Regions from separate parts of the Gossypium hirsutum genome. Here region 1 is linked to region 2. The links are chromatin contacts, called in public Hi-C maps. All regions are on one chromosome and are shown on one strand. The core of a region is the stretch at or near the end of the contact, and the rest is flanking DNA. Distances in the headings are between cores, read along the strand shown.

The links. Hi-C and Micro-C count contacts between places; a contact is called where the count stands out from the background.
Region 1: a contact with region 2 is called in a Hi-C map of leaf, with 2.5 times the contacts expected there. The contact joins the promoter of LOC107896619 here to the enhancer-like site in region 2. A contact is called at or near these places in 13 of 34 Hi-C or Micro-C datasets (anther, callus, hypocotyl and 3 more).

Annotation. Positions count from the first base shown.
Region 1 is chrA11:25,381,323-25,388,920 of Gossypium_hirsutum_v2.1, forward strand. LOC107896619 (V-type proton ATPase subunit c2) reads left to right here and starts at 4,055. Exons shown (of 3, transcript XM_041081465.1): 1 at 4,055-4,309; 2 at 4,398-4,683; 3 at 5,188-5,607. The coding sequence starts at 4,231. The coding sequence ends at 5,320.
Region 2 is chrA11:25,291,229-25,298,204 of Gossypium_hirsutum_v2.1, forward strand. No RefSeq gene overlaps it. Among protein-coding and RNA genes, the nearest start is that of LOC107911389, 18 kb to the right of the region's middle. Within about 2 kb of position 2,088, at least 7 of the 9 cell types and tissues checked have an H3K27ac peak or open chromatin away from gene starts, as enhancers often do. A contact at or near this core is called in leaf, where this site is marked.

The DNA.
Region 1 (7,598 bases), core at 2,805-5,304, 92 kb after region 2:
ATGGTGTAAAGAATTTTTAAACTTTTAAAAAAATAATTAAGTCTTTTTTTCACTCAATTGAATATTTTAATTGTCAAAATGCATCAAAAAAAATAAGGGCTTAATTTTTTTTTAAAGTTTGAGAGATTTTTACACCTTTAAGCCATAAAAAAATACCCAAATTGGATTAAATGATGATATACTTGCTTAAATTTTGTTGAATAGTACCCTTAACATTCTTCTATATATAAAATTAGAGATAAATCTTAAAATTATATATGAACTTTGGTATAATGTGTACTTTTATACATGAACTTTGATTTTGTGCAACTTTTTTTATTCAATTCTCGAAAAAAAAACATAATTATTGATATAGTACTATTTTATGTTTATATATTGCATACACAAATAATTATTTTTGTCCAACAAAAAATTAAATTGATGTATTTATTTATTTAAATGTGTATGATTGAATCAAAATTAAAGTTTTATGTATACATTTGAATCATAATCAACATTTCTTGTATATATTTGCACCAAATTAAAGTTCATGTATCAAGTTTCACATTAAATTAAAATTCATGTAGAGTTTTATCCCTATAAAATTATAATACTTGACTCGTTCTTAGTTTGTGTGTTAGTAGTGATCTTTTTTCAGCATCAACATAAGTGAAAGATTTTTCGCAAATATTATTGATTCATTCCTATTTTGACCACTCAAATTATTATTTTTGGTTAATTTGGTCACCTCAAAATAGAAATTAATTAAATTGATCACTCCACCGTTAAATAGCAACAGAATACTAATGGTGTATTTTTATGTTAGTCACTATAAAATTAAAGTAAATTACCCATCAATCACTCTAGATAAGGGGCAGTTCTTACTTTGGTCACCCCAAAAATTTTCATATGAATACATTTAATGATAAAGTGACTAATTTAATCAATTTTTTAAAAGTGATTAATAGAAACAAATTTTATTTAAATTTCAACAAATTCTTTAAGTTACATATGCAACGAATGTTTAATAAATTTGCATGTAAATTTAAGCGTAAAAAATGAAATGTCAAAAATGAAGAAATATTAGAAATTAGAAGTTTTTCCGATATTTAAAGCTAGTTCTATAATTAAAGGAGCCATCCTCAATGAAATTAAAGGCAAAGCAAATAACCAATTATGACTATGCCTGATCAACATATTGTGATGACATTTCATGAATGCTTTCGTCCATTGATCTTCTCTTCTATATATTATATATGACATTCACTATAAGATAAAAAGAACTAGTGGATGGTACAATAAAATTTTGGATAAACTATATAAATGGTCATTTAATTATATTTGTGTTCCTGTTTTAGTCATTCAATTTAAAAAAAAATAGATTAAAAAATTTAATTTAGGTATTAACATTTGAATTCGTTCCTATTTTGATCGCCCACGGTTAAATTGATAAAGAAAAGTCTTTTTCTAGCTGGTATAATAACTCATTTAGTTATCAATACTTATATATTTTATCAGTTTAATCCTAATTATAAATAATTCAATAAATTTAACCCTTCACATTTACAAATTTTATCAATTTGGTCATCATACTTCCTAAGCTTTTAAAACAAAGGCATTCTACATCTATTAATTGTTTTATATATGGTTGAAATTCTACAATTTGATAATAGCCCTTTTTGTTTATATTTTCAGGAAGTTAAGAGTTATAAATTAACTAAACAGCATTAAAATTAATAGAAAATATAAATTTTAAAAATATAATATATAATAAAAATATATAGATAATTTAATATTTGTAAAGAAATAATTTTTTATTCTGACTGGCATAATTTTATTTTTTTATTATTTTGGTCAATGATTTGAAACTAAATCATATTATTACTGACACATATTGCTTATTGTGGGTTTAAAAATTAAAAACAATTAATTAAAAATAAATAGAACACATAATAGTCTATTAATCGGTTTATAAAATTAAAAAAATATATTATGAATGTAAAAAAAGAAAATTCAATTAATTTTTTTACATTTTTTTTCTTATGAAAAACTAAATGTTCATATTTGTTCTTATATAATTATTGATTGAACAATTAAGTTTTTCAAAGTTATATTTTTTAACATTGACTTTGAGGACTAATTTTATGTACCTTGAAGCAAAATAACAAGAGTAAATCTAACGTGTCGTTTTTTTAAGGTTTTTGCTTTTTTCTTTAGCCAATTTTCTATCAATCAAAGGGTTATAAATAACTCGTTAGTTGAGAGATTTTTTTTTCTTTTTTGAGTTTTATAAATTTATGAATTTGAAATACTTTTGTTTTAAAAGCTAAAAGTTTTAGTTAGGAAGTTTGAGGATCAATTTGATAGAATTTGCAAATATGAAGGGTTAAATTTATTGAATTATTTAAAATCAAGATAAAATTGATAGAATATATAAGTAATAAGGATCAGATGTGTTATTATCTTAGTTACAAAAAAGGCTTTTCGTTATCAAATTAACAACAAATGATTAAAATAGGGACAAATTCAAACATTAATGCTTAAATTAATTTTTTTATTAAATTGAGTAACCAAAATAAAAACGTGAATATAGTTGCTTAACCTTTTATATAGTTTACCCTAAAATCTTTTACACATGGGAAGTTTTTCTCTACATCACTCACCATATATAATTATTTCACCATTGATCCATCATATTATGACTCTTTCCAAAGCGAACGTGTGTGGCTCTTACTGTCAGGGGCGAAGCCAGGGGAGGCTGGCATGGGTCCCGGGCCTCCCTAAAATGTAAAATTGCATTTTAGGTCTTTGGAATTTTTTTAAAATTTTAAATTAGTAAAGGTAAAATTGTACTTTAACTCCCCTAAAATTATAAAAATTTGATTTAATCTTTTAAAAATTATAAAAAATATAAACTATAAAAAATTAAAATTTTATCCGGCTCCCTTAAAAAATTTTTCTGGCTTCGCCTCTGCTTACCGTGACTTGTGGTAGAAACCCATTTACATTTTTACCTCAAAGTAAAATCATTCCCATCTTCATCATACCATTTTTGTTCAGTAAGTACGATTAATGAAACTGAGAATGCTAAAGTCGATCTTTCTTTAGTGATCTACAAGCTTTACGAAATACATCAATGATGTAAGATAATCATCTTTCTTTTTATCCAAACCTTAATCACAATGCATTAGATGTTAAGCATTCGTGCACCTTTGACTCTAATCCAATAAGTTTCAAGGTTGTTGGGAGAAATCAAAGTTTAGTTCCCTTTTTTTTGTTAATCAACTTGCATTGCATTGCATTGCATGAGTCTTTCGATCTTATTCATTCTTTTGTTGGAAATTATTGCTTGTAAAATTATTTGCCACATTGTTACTGGAGATGATTTTAATCTCCGCGAGAAGAGTTTCAAGACTAACATGTGTTTGGTACATGCGGCAATTTCTAATTTCAATTGTGAAGTTAAAAAATTCTACATTTTTTAATTCTATAAGAAGAATTAAAAGCCCTCACACATAATAAAAAAGAAAAAAAAAAGAGAGAAATGGTTAAAATATGCTATGAGTCCCTATATTCTTTTTGGAGATTTAGAATTTAGTTTTACCGTTTTTTTCTTTTTTAAAATTTCAAAATTTGATCCAATGGTTAACCTCATTAAACTTTTTTCTATCAAATTCATTGGTTCGACATTTTGGAAAAAAAATACTCACTTGATAGACATTCAACAAGAAAAATATATTGTAATGAACCTGAATTTAACAGAAGAAATTTAACAATAGAGTGACTAAGTTCCTTGAAATAAAAGCAGGAGGACTAAATTCCAAATGAATGAAGAGTACAGGGAGCTAAAGCATATTTTAACCGAAAGAAAAATTGGGTAACCTATATATATTTTCGAGAGGCACTTGTGATTTTGGGCTATCAAAGATTCCTAGCCCTAATTATTAGTGTCCAATTAAAGACCCCCAATCCAATATTACAGCATAACACATGAGCCCAAAACATGTCTCCAACAAAATTTGTCCCAAATGAAGCACACGTTTTACGTAATGCCAAAAACTGCCAATTGTATGGCGAAGGCTCGATCACGTTCACGTGGGATCCACTCAGTAATTTCCAAGTTCCTTCTTCAATTCATTATCTCTCTTGTCTCTTCCTTTCATTTCATCACTCACGAAATCCAGCGATCAAGGTTTCCCCAAACTCCCTTCAAATCCTCGTCTCAACAATTTTTTTTTAAAGCCTAGTAAAATGGCGTCCACATTTAGCGGTGATGAAACTGCTCCTTTCTTCGGCTTCCTCGGAGCCGCTGCTGCCCTCGTTTTCTCCTGTAAGATGCTAACCCTAACTCCTCCCAGAAGAATCGATTTTTGATCGGTGCTGATCCTTTCTAATTGGGTTTTCTTTTTGTTTTACAGGTATGGGTGCTGCGTACGGGACGGCGAAGAGCGGTGTCGGGGTGGCATCGATGGGAGTGATGAGGCCGGAGCTGGTGATGAAATCGATCGTGCCCGTTGTTATGGCTGGAGTTTTAGGTATTTATGGGTTGATTATTGCGGTTATTATCAGCACTGGGATTAACCCAAAGGCCAAATCTTACTACCTGTTCGATGGCTATGCTCATCTTTCCTCTGGTCTCGCTTGTGGCCTCGCCGGTCTCTCTGCCGGTATGGCCATTGGAATCGTCGGCGATGCTGGAGTTAGGTACTGTTATCTTATTTATTTTATTTATCTTCATTTTCAGCACGATATAAATTGAATTCAGATTTCGTTCTTTGTTGTCGTGTTTGTAGATTTTTCTTACTGATAATAGTAGTTAAAGTAATTTAACTCAGGGGATAGTAAAATCCATAATTAGATCAAATTAGTCTTCTAGAATGGGATTTTGTTTTAAGATTTCGCTTATAACTGATGCACTCTGAACATACGGTTGCCTGATAAATATGTATCCGCCAACTGTTCTAGTTGGAATATCACTGGTTATACAAAGTATTGGTCATTTTGATTCAATCAAGCATTGAGAAAAAAGGAAGGGGGTAGTAAAAAAAAAAAAAAAAGAAAGAAGTAGGATATGATATTTCGACGAATGAACCTCATAATCTGCTTGCTGTTTGGTTATGAATTGCATTCAATTTACCACGATAATTCTTTTGCATTTGTTAGAATATGGCCTGTTTGAATTTATATTTTATGTGCATTTATTTGCAGAGCCAATGCCCAACAACCAAAGCTTTTTGTTGGAATGATTCTTATTCTCATTTTTGCTGAGGCTTTGGCTCTCTATGGACTCATTGTCGGTATCATTCTCTCTTCCCGGGCTGGTCAATCCCGAGCAGAATAGAGTGCAAAGTTCCGAAACTTGGGTCATTGCTAGTAGGCTTCACTTGGTTGTTTCTCCAATTCTTGCCGCTAGTGCAGTATGAAACATTTGTCAAGTTGTTCTTTTGATCTCATTCATGAATTTTCTTTTCAATGGTTCTCTGCTGTTTGTATGATTAGAAGACGGATTCCGTTTGAAATAAATTCTTATTTTACATTACATTTTTTTTTTCAGATCTAGTGTTGTAATATGCAAGTTCAACATAATGTAAACACCATTTAGTTTAAAACTGGTTTTTCTTATATTTATATACTATTTGTTATGTGTTTTAATGAGTTAATGTCACCCTCGATAAGTAAATTACAGAAATGCCCCTTCATAATTAAAATAGGTTATACCATTTGAGGATATTTTAGTCTTTTCATGTTAACAAAAATGAATTAAAATATGCACATGGTGAAATTTGAACCTTTGCCTATACCAAAGTGTAACTTGACACTAGTTCACAATTAATGATAAATAATTGTAGCGGATTTAGTATTATTAATCAAATGTATTTATATTGCTAATTTCATGTATTATTATGATTGCCTAGTTTCAAATTATGCGTTTCATTTGTTATTGTATTATATTTTTAAACATATGTTTGTGTTTAAATTCCTAGTTTCTACATGCACACGCGTTGATAGGATTTCTAGTATTTATAGCATGTATGTAAATGTGTATGACTCAAGTGTTAAAAGCGAATTTATATCTATAGAATATATTTTTTTTTGCTCTATAGGCAGTAAATAGAGGTAGTTTACAAAACTTAATGTTATGATTTTAGCAATATGAATTCTTAGAATGTGATAGATAGGAAAGTTATTTTATAATGTTTGATATAGATTAGAATGTGTTGATTAAAATTCATGAAAATTTAGATTATGTTTGATTCACTAAATACTTTTGTGAGAATGTAATAATAATTTATAATTTTACTTTCATTAAATAAAAATAATATTTATGTATTTAATTTTTTACAATAAACTTTATTAGTAAGAAAATTTTTGGATTAAATATTTAATAATGTTTTAATTGATAAATTTTAAAAAAATATTATTTTAATTTATAATTTCAATTGAAAATAAAATTATTTTAAATTTATCTTGCATAAATTTTTTAAATATAAGTTTTGAAATAAATACCGTAATAAAATTAAATTTTCAATCAATATATTGAAAGGTAAAAAGAGAAAAACAATAAAAAGTAAATATAATACATAAACAATATATTTTGTAGCTGACTAAATATGTATATCGAAGAACGAGTTAAAGTAACAAGAGAGTTGATAGCAAAAATGAGAGAATAGGGAACTCGATCTAGCTTGATGGTTTGATTTACTTGGCTTAGAGTAAGCAAAGACCAATTGTCTTGGGTCGAGGGCCGTGAGCGAGAGTACCGAGTGAATGAAGCTACAAAAAGAAATAGTATTTTCTTATTTAATAGATTAACACCCTAAATTAACTTATGAGAATTACATTATCATGTTTTATAGAAAAGAGATTCGGAAGAAAAATAATAATAAAAATGCCAAAGCATTAAAAAATATTATTTTCCCTTATAGCAAACTCTACTCTAATGTATATACGTGGTAGTATAAGAGTTTTCAAAACTTAGGGTTAAAATTACTGTGAGAGTTGTAAAATAAATAGGATATTTTGACATTTCAAATTAAAAGTAATTTAGGTAATGATTGATTTAAAATATTTTAATAACTAGTTTCTTTTTATCCCTAGGTAATAATTAGGTTTTTCTGTTTATACATGCAATGCATGTGTAAATTAAAATATATTAATTATTTTATATTTTAATAAAATTTATGAATAATATGAATAAATTTTTTAATTGTATTCTTAATTATTTAAAATATTGCTTTTATGTTTTCAAAAATTTAATAGCATTTTTATTTTTATTTTTATTTTTAAACCTGTAAGCAAATATTTTAATTTTAAATTTTTAAGTGTTATAATATGTGTTTTAACAATAGTTTTAAAACTATTTTTAACTTTTTAAATTTTTTAAAGTTGATTGCTATTTTTATTTTGCAATTCCAGAAGTAGTTTATATTAGTTTAAAGAATTATTTACTTTGAAATTTAATTAATTTATAAATTTTAATATTATTTTAAAATTATGTTTTTTAATTTCTTTATGGTTTTTATAACATTTAAATACATTTAACAATATTTTTATACCCATTTTTTAAAATTGATAATGTTATTAGTTTAATATTTACATAAATATTTTAATTATGTTTA
Region 2 (6,976 bases), core at 838-3,337:
GAAGTAGCTGAAATGAGCTGGGATTTATCATTACGGTCAGAAACTAAAAGGGCACTCTCGATGAACGGGTTAGAAAAGAAAGGGGTGGAAAAGTCGTTGACCCAATTTTGGGATTTTTAACATAGAAGTGGGAAGTCAGTCGCTAGCTCAACGGAAGGACAAAACTTAGTGCAATCAGATGCGAATGGTTATGGAGCATGATTTGATGGGGAATAAAAGGAACAGGGGAGAGATGGAAGATGCAACCAGAAATATAGTGTGGTAATGTGCTGACAAGGAATAGAAGATTGGGAGAAGTTAATCCTTTATCATCGGCAGCAGCCAAGAGGCAAGCCGACCGGGCGCAATGAAAATTATAAGCTGGAACATCCGAACATCCCAATTCCACGGACAGTTAAAAGACTTCGGCATTTGCTGAAGATTCATAATCCCCATATTGTCTTCTTTAAGGAGACAAAAGTTAACACAAAACAGATGGAACGAGTTCATAGAAGAAGTGGATTTATAAATAGTATTGAAGTTAATCCAGAAGAAACGAGAGGAGGATTGTGTTTAGCATGGAGGGCTGATTTTAATATAACACTTCAAAGTTTTTCTAAAAGACACATTGATGTGATAGTTGAAGATAAGGAAAAAGGAACTAATTGGAGATTTACTGGATTCTATGGATCTAAATATGCGCAAGATAGAAATGATGCATGGGATATTTTGAAAAGTTTAGCTTGCGAAGTGGCTACTCCATGATACAAATCCCGCTTGCAGAGACGGAGCACGAGGATACTCAAGTTTGGAAGGGGGAATTATCCGGTAAATATTCAGTATGCAGCGCCTATAAACTATTACAAGATGCTAATCTGGGGTCTGAAACTAAGGAATTTTACAGAAAATTATGGAGCCTAAAACTATCCCCAAAAATTGCAATCACTATCTGGCGAATTTCCTGGGATTTCATTCCTAATCTAGCTAATCTTAGGTATAGAAGAGTTGCAACAAATGATAGATGTCCCCGATGCTGTTCTTGGACAGAAAATAGTCTCCATATCTTCCGAGATTGTCCTACAACAATAGAAGTTTGGCAGTTTGGCAGTTTATTCATTTAGCATGGGTTATGAATAACAGAAGTCAAAATCTGTGGGAGTGGCTAACCTGGGTATTCAAGGGAGGAACTGATGATCAAAGCCGACTTTTTTGTTACGCCTTATGGTTAATATGGTTCTCCAGAAATAAGTTTGTGCATGAAAGGGAAAAGACAACAGGAAGAATTTTAGCACAAAATATACAGGGGCACATGGCAGAATATGAAGGAGTACGAGCAATGACGAATACCAGTACAATGAGAAGAAATCACAAATTCCAGGAGGACATACCGAGAGTCACGATCTTCTTTGATGCAGCGTTTGACAGCAGAAACAACAGATCAGCAACAGGTCTGGTGGCTCGGGATCTGAGGGGGGAATTACTGGTACTCAAAACGATTGTTCACAACAGTGTCTCATCCCCATTTGCAGCAGAAGCATATGCATGTTTAGGAGGAGTGAAGTTAGGGATAGCATTAGAAGTTCAATCGATCAAGCTGATGGGAGATTCCAGAACAGTAATCAAAAAATGTCGACCGAGCTTAAATGATAAATCAGTAATTGGGGCTATCATCAGAGACATTCAAAATAAGAAATCTTGTTTTCAAGAAATTATCTTTCAACACATACACAGATCAAGGAACTCGCAAGCACACAGATTAGCAAAGGACGCTCTTGAAAGTGGAGAAAATTTTTACCTGACGAGAGAAGAGTTGAATAGCCATCATGTGGTTTCGGAGAGAAGGCGGCCACGGAATCCAGATTGAAGAAGAATAAGAAGGAAATAATTTCAAGAAGGAGATAGTAGGTAAAGTTTATCTGTTGAAACTAGTATTGACAAGACGGAATGGTGATTGAAACGACAAGTCAAGGAAAATAATGGAAGCCAGCCGTTTGATCTGATGAAGGCAGATTTTTAGGTTTACTTTTTTACTTTTTCATTTATCTCTTGTTTTTTCATTTAATGCTTTTCTTTTCCATTAAGTTAAACATTAAGTGCTGGTATTCACTATTACTTTAGTGTGGGCCGAATTTATTTTTTTAAAGTATTAGGATTGGGCTTAATGGTATATTGGGCCTCCATTTTGCTTTTTTCATCTTCTATTTAATAAACTGCCTGGTCTTTCTATCAAAAAAAAAATGAATAGAACAAAAAAGTTATAATTTTTTTGAATCGAGATTAAATTAAGATTAAGGGTAAATATTAAAGATTAAGGGTAAATATTTTAAAATAATAATTAAATTGATACTATGTATAAATATTAAGGGTTAAATTAATATATCAATTTTAGAACTGTCATATTATCTTTTCATCATAAAGTACACAATAATTAACAAATTTTGACAATAAAAAAAAGAAGTAAACATAATTAATTAAATAATTATTTTATAACTTTTATAATTCAATGATAAAAAAGATATTTAAATAAAGTTGGACCACCTATTGTGTTGTTCTTATGATTATTTAGCAAATGAACCATTAAAATTTTAATTTTATTCAAATTAAAGTGGTACAAAAAACCAAATATTAAGGATGCGTTTGGGCACCTGCCCAGACAGCATAATTGGATAAAAGTGCTACGAATCAGGCTAAGGAGTAAGTTGTGGTATTTATTGTGGTCACATTTTAAACCACAACTTGTTCATTATTTGACATATTTTGACTTTGTTTGTACATATTCTTATTTTTTGTAAATCAACAACAAAAATTTGTTGTAATTAAGATTGTGATTGTTTCAATGACTTGGTAAAAGGATTTTTGAAAAATATGATATTTTTTAATGTTTGGATGTGTAAAGTATCTTTTGTTAGTTTGAAATTTTTTATTGAAATTATTTTTTGAAACTTATTTTCAATGAAATAAACATAACATAAATTATATTTGTTACAATGATTTTATATAAACTTAATAATAATCAATATCTAATTAAAATTTTATTTGTAACTAGTTACACACACATGTCATGGGCTGCGGATCAAAACTCGTGATTATTGTGCACAAAACACCCCATAGAAGTCAACTTATTAAATGAGGTTCATTTGACCCATATGAATTGTCCCTATTTGTGAAACCCGTGAAGAAGCCCATCTACTTGAAACCTTGATGATCTAGTGAAACACTCTAATAAAACTAGAGTTACCAAGGTAAATAGTGTAAATTCTAAATGGATAAGATTGTATAGAGTTTAAATCGCTTAGGACTCTATAATTGTAGATGTGAACTAATCTTAGCCGTTGATGTAAATTGATTTGTACCGTTGGATCTGGGGGAGTTCAACTATAAATAAAAGTCTCCCCCTTCATTTGGAATCACTTCATTCATAGTTTGAATATATTTGAAACCATTTATTCAAACACTTGGTGTGCTATTTTCCTTTGGCTTTTTTGTTCTTCGTTGCTCTTTCGGTTTAAGCTTGCTTCCTTTATAATTCGGTGTCTTAGAGAAATTTTGTGAGAATTCTCACTTTGCGAGAGTTAGACTGACTTAAGCACATTTGAAGCAAACAAATTGTCTAAGGCCGCATGGATTGCGAGACGAAATGTCTAACCCCGTGACACACACACATTTTATCTAAGAGTGGTTAGTGGCATATTGGAGCTAGAAGGATAAATGAAATTAAACATGATTTAAACAAATGCTCATATTTATATTATTAAAATATTCATATTTTATACTATAAAATATTTTTACTAAATTTATAAATTGTAATATATTTTTATTAAATTATTAATACGATTTTTCAATAAAATATTAATAATATTACTTCAATTTTAAAATTTATTATTTATGATATGAAATTGTAATGGTAAATAATTTTATTAAAATGATAAATTATATTAATAATTTATTATATGATTAAATATAAATATTTATGTTTAATAATATTAAAAATTATAATATCTAAATATTTTTTAAAAATTAAAATTATATTATATATATAATGATATTTCACGTTATTCAAGTTCATTTTTATACAAAGATTAAGTTACTCATAAGAATTTATTTTCTAAAAAATAACTTAACCGATAATACATATAAAAGCAAGGATTTGAAAAAAAACGAGAATATCTTTTATTTTCCATCATACTATTAAATGAATTTTAAAAATAATTATAATTTAATTTAGAATTATTAGTTAAAAATTTGTGCTAATTGTAAGGTAGAGTTATTACTTGGATGGAACTTTAAGCATAAAATATAGAAAAAATTGTGATAATTATAATTATAATTATCAGTTAAAAAAGTAAGCGTATTATTGCTTCCTGACTCAATTTATACATGTTGATATCAATTGTCGATAATTGGATCAAGTTGAATACGGTAGAAACGAGCATGATATGAATTGATAAATGTTATGTGATGTGAATTTATGATGAAATGGTATGAGATCATGATATGCGAATCGATTTATAATATACAATTGAAACATTGGCTACCCTATTAACTGTTCGGGTAAAGTCGGATATAGTTGGCATGTCATAGGATTAGATTTGTGTATGAGTTTATACTTCAGTTTCACCGATTAGGCACAGAGCGCATTATTACTTCGATATATCGATGAGGCATAGAGCACAATATTTACTTCGAATGTTCAGATGAAGCACTGTATGCTGGATTAGTGTGATGGTTGGATATTCATGTATCTACCTTAAGTCTGTATTCAGTTAATAGGGATTATAAACATCATGCCAAAGATTATGTGAACCGGTTTAAATGAGCCTTAAGGATCGATATGGTAACTGATTGTGTCATGATGTACGAACGCCAAGCAAAGAATTAGCACAAAATATCAAAAAAAAGAAAAGCAGCTTTTATTGTATGTGTGACATGTCAATTTTAATATTTATAGTGTTACAATGGAATCCTTTGAAGTACTTTGAAACTAAGAGATTGTCAAATTGGTAAATGTTTTTATCAAATTAATTATGATTTAAGCAATTACTAATCTAGTTGAGTCAGAAATTATTAGTGCAACAAAATAAAATAAGATTTAAGATATATCTAAATTAACAAATAAAAATACCAAACTAACTTTCTTCCTTTGTACTAGAAACAATGCAAATGGATTGAAATGATGGTCGAATGATTCATAAATTACTAACTAAGCTAATAAACCTATGATAATTATATTGTTTGCCACTCTTAGCAAGGAATCTCTTTTGATTTTACCCTAAACTAAAAAATACCACCTAAGCTATTCTCTCGGTCTCACTATTCGACACAAATGCATCAAATTCCTACACGATAGAGTCCCCTCTCTGTCTTGCCTATCTAAATATTCCACTACAGGTGTCAATTCTAATATAATATCCAATTTAATAAACTTGAACAAACAACTAATCATGACATAGATAATAACTTAGTTAAGTAAGTCACTCATCAATCAACCAATAAAATGATTCAACACATGATTGAACTTAAATTCCACACAAGCATTTTAACAAACACATGGTAAGCATAAAACATAAAAGATAATGGTTAAGAAAGTGTTCATTAATAGATAAAAATCTGATGAAACGTGCAAGTTTAATCCATCTCCATCCATAAGGTTCCAGCAAAATTGAAGAAACAAAAATGTTACAACAAAAGAAAAGAAAAAGAAGAGAAAAGAAAAGAAAAGAAAAATGAAACCCTAAACTAAGAAAATAAGAGTAAAACTTATCCAATGTCTAACCCAATTTTCTATACTAGCCTTCCACCCAAAATAGTTTATATAAGGTGGTATTTATAGGCAAAATGTATTTAACCTAACATTGACAAATATGTCCTTAAAATGAAAAGTGATTTAAGCTTATTTAAACACAAAATTGACCCTACAGTTTTTTAGCCATCAAACTTCAATGTCGCGACAACTAGGCTTTGATATCATGACATCCATGATAACGGGCACGAGCTTGACTTAGGAGCACTTGGTGTTGAGACATAGCCTTATTGGTGTTGTGACCTCGACAACAATGGTCATTAGGTTTCTTCATTTCAACAATTTTCTTGAATTTATGAGCTCGAGGGCTTGTAGTTGTGACTTTGAATCTTGATGTTGCAACACCACATGCTTAGTTTTGCGACTTCAATGACAAGTTGCTTCAAGTTGGGCTTTCGTTGAAGTTCACTTCCTTAAGTTGATGGAGGGTTAGTGTCGCGACACACATGCATCAATGTTGCAACCCTCACAATAGTTGAGGTCCTCATTGATATTTGACCTTAATCATCTCTTTACACAAGCTCAAATCAATCATTATACTCTCAATGGCATTGTCTTGCCAATTTGGGTCTAGAAAGAGGTAAAATATAAGAAAGTTATCATTAACACTAAAATCTAAGAATTTATAAAAAAACATTAAAAAGACTTGTAAAATACTTGAAAATAAGCTCATTAAGTACTCGGAGATAAATTTGACATATTAATAACGAAATGAATTAATAGATTCGAGAAAGAATAATATGAAATGAAATGAAAATGAATGTGTTAGGTGGTTATAAACCACGACAACGATATGTTATATGAAATTGGTTAAATAAATTAATGCCTAAACTTGGACATAGGACATGAATGGTTGGAATTATGTTATGTTTGTTTACATTCTTAACATGTTAATGTTAATATTGTATTGTCTTGAATCATGGAAGTACCACTAAGCTTTATCGCGCAATGTACAGTTTATTTATTCTGTACACAAGTATAGTAGATCTTGAAGAGTTAATGAGTGATCTAGCATTCGAACCGTAACTCTTGACTCAATAGTATTTGTACAGTTCCTTTACGTTTTGATATATGACATGTACTTAAGGTTAAGTCAATTTTATAGTGTGAACGATCATTTTGGAACCTTGAATTGGTAAATGTCACTTTGAATTCAAGTACATGAATTGTTTAAGTAATCATGCAAATGGTATACGG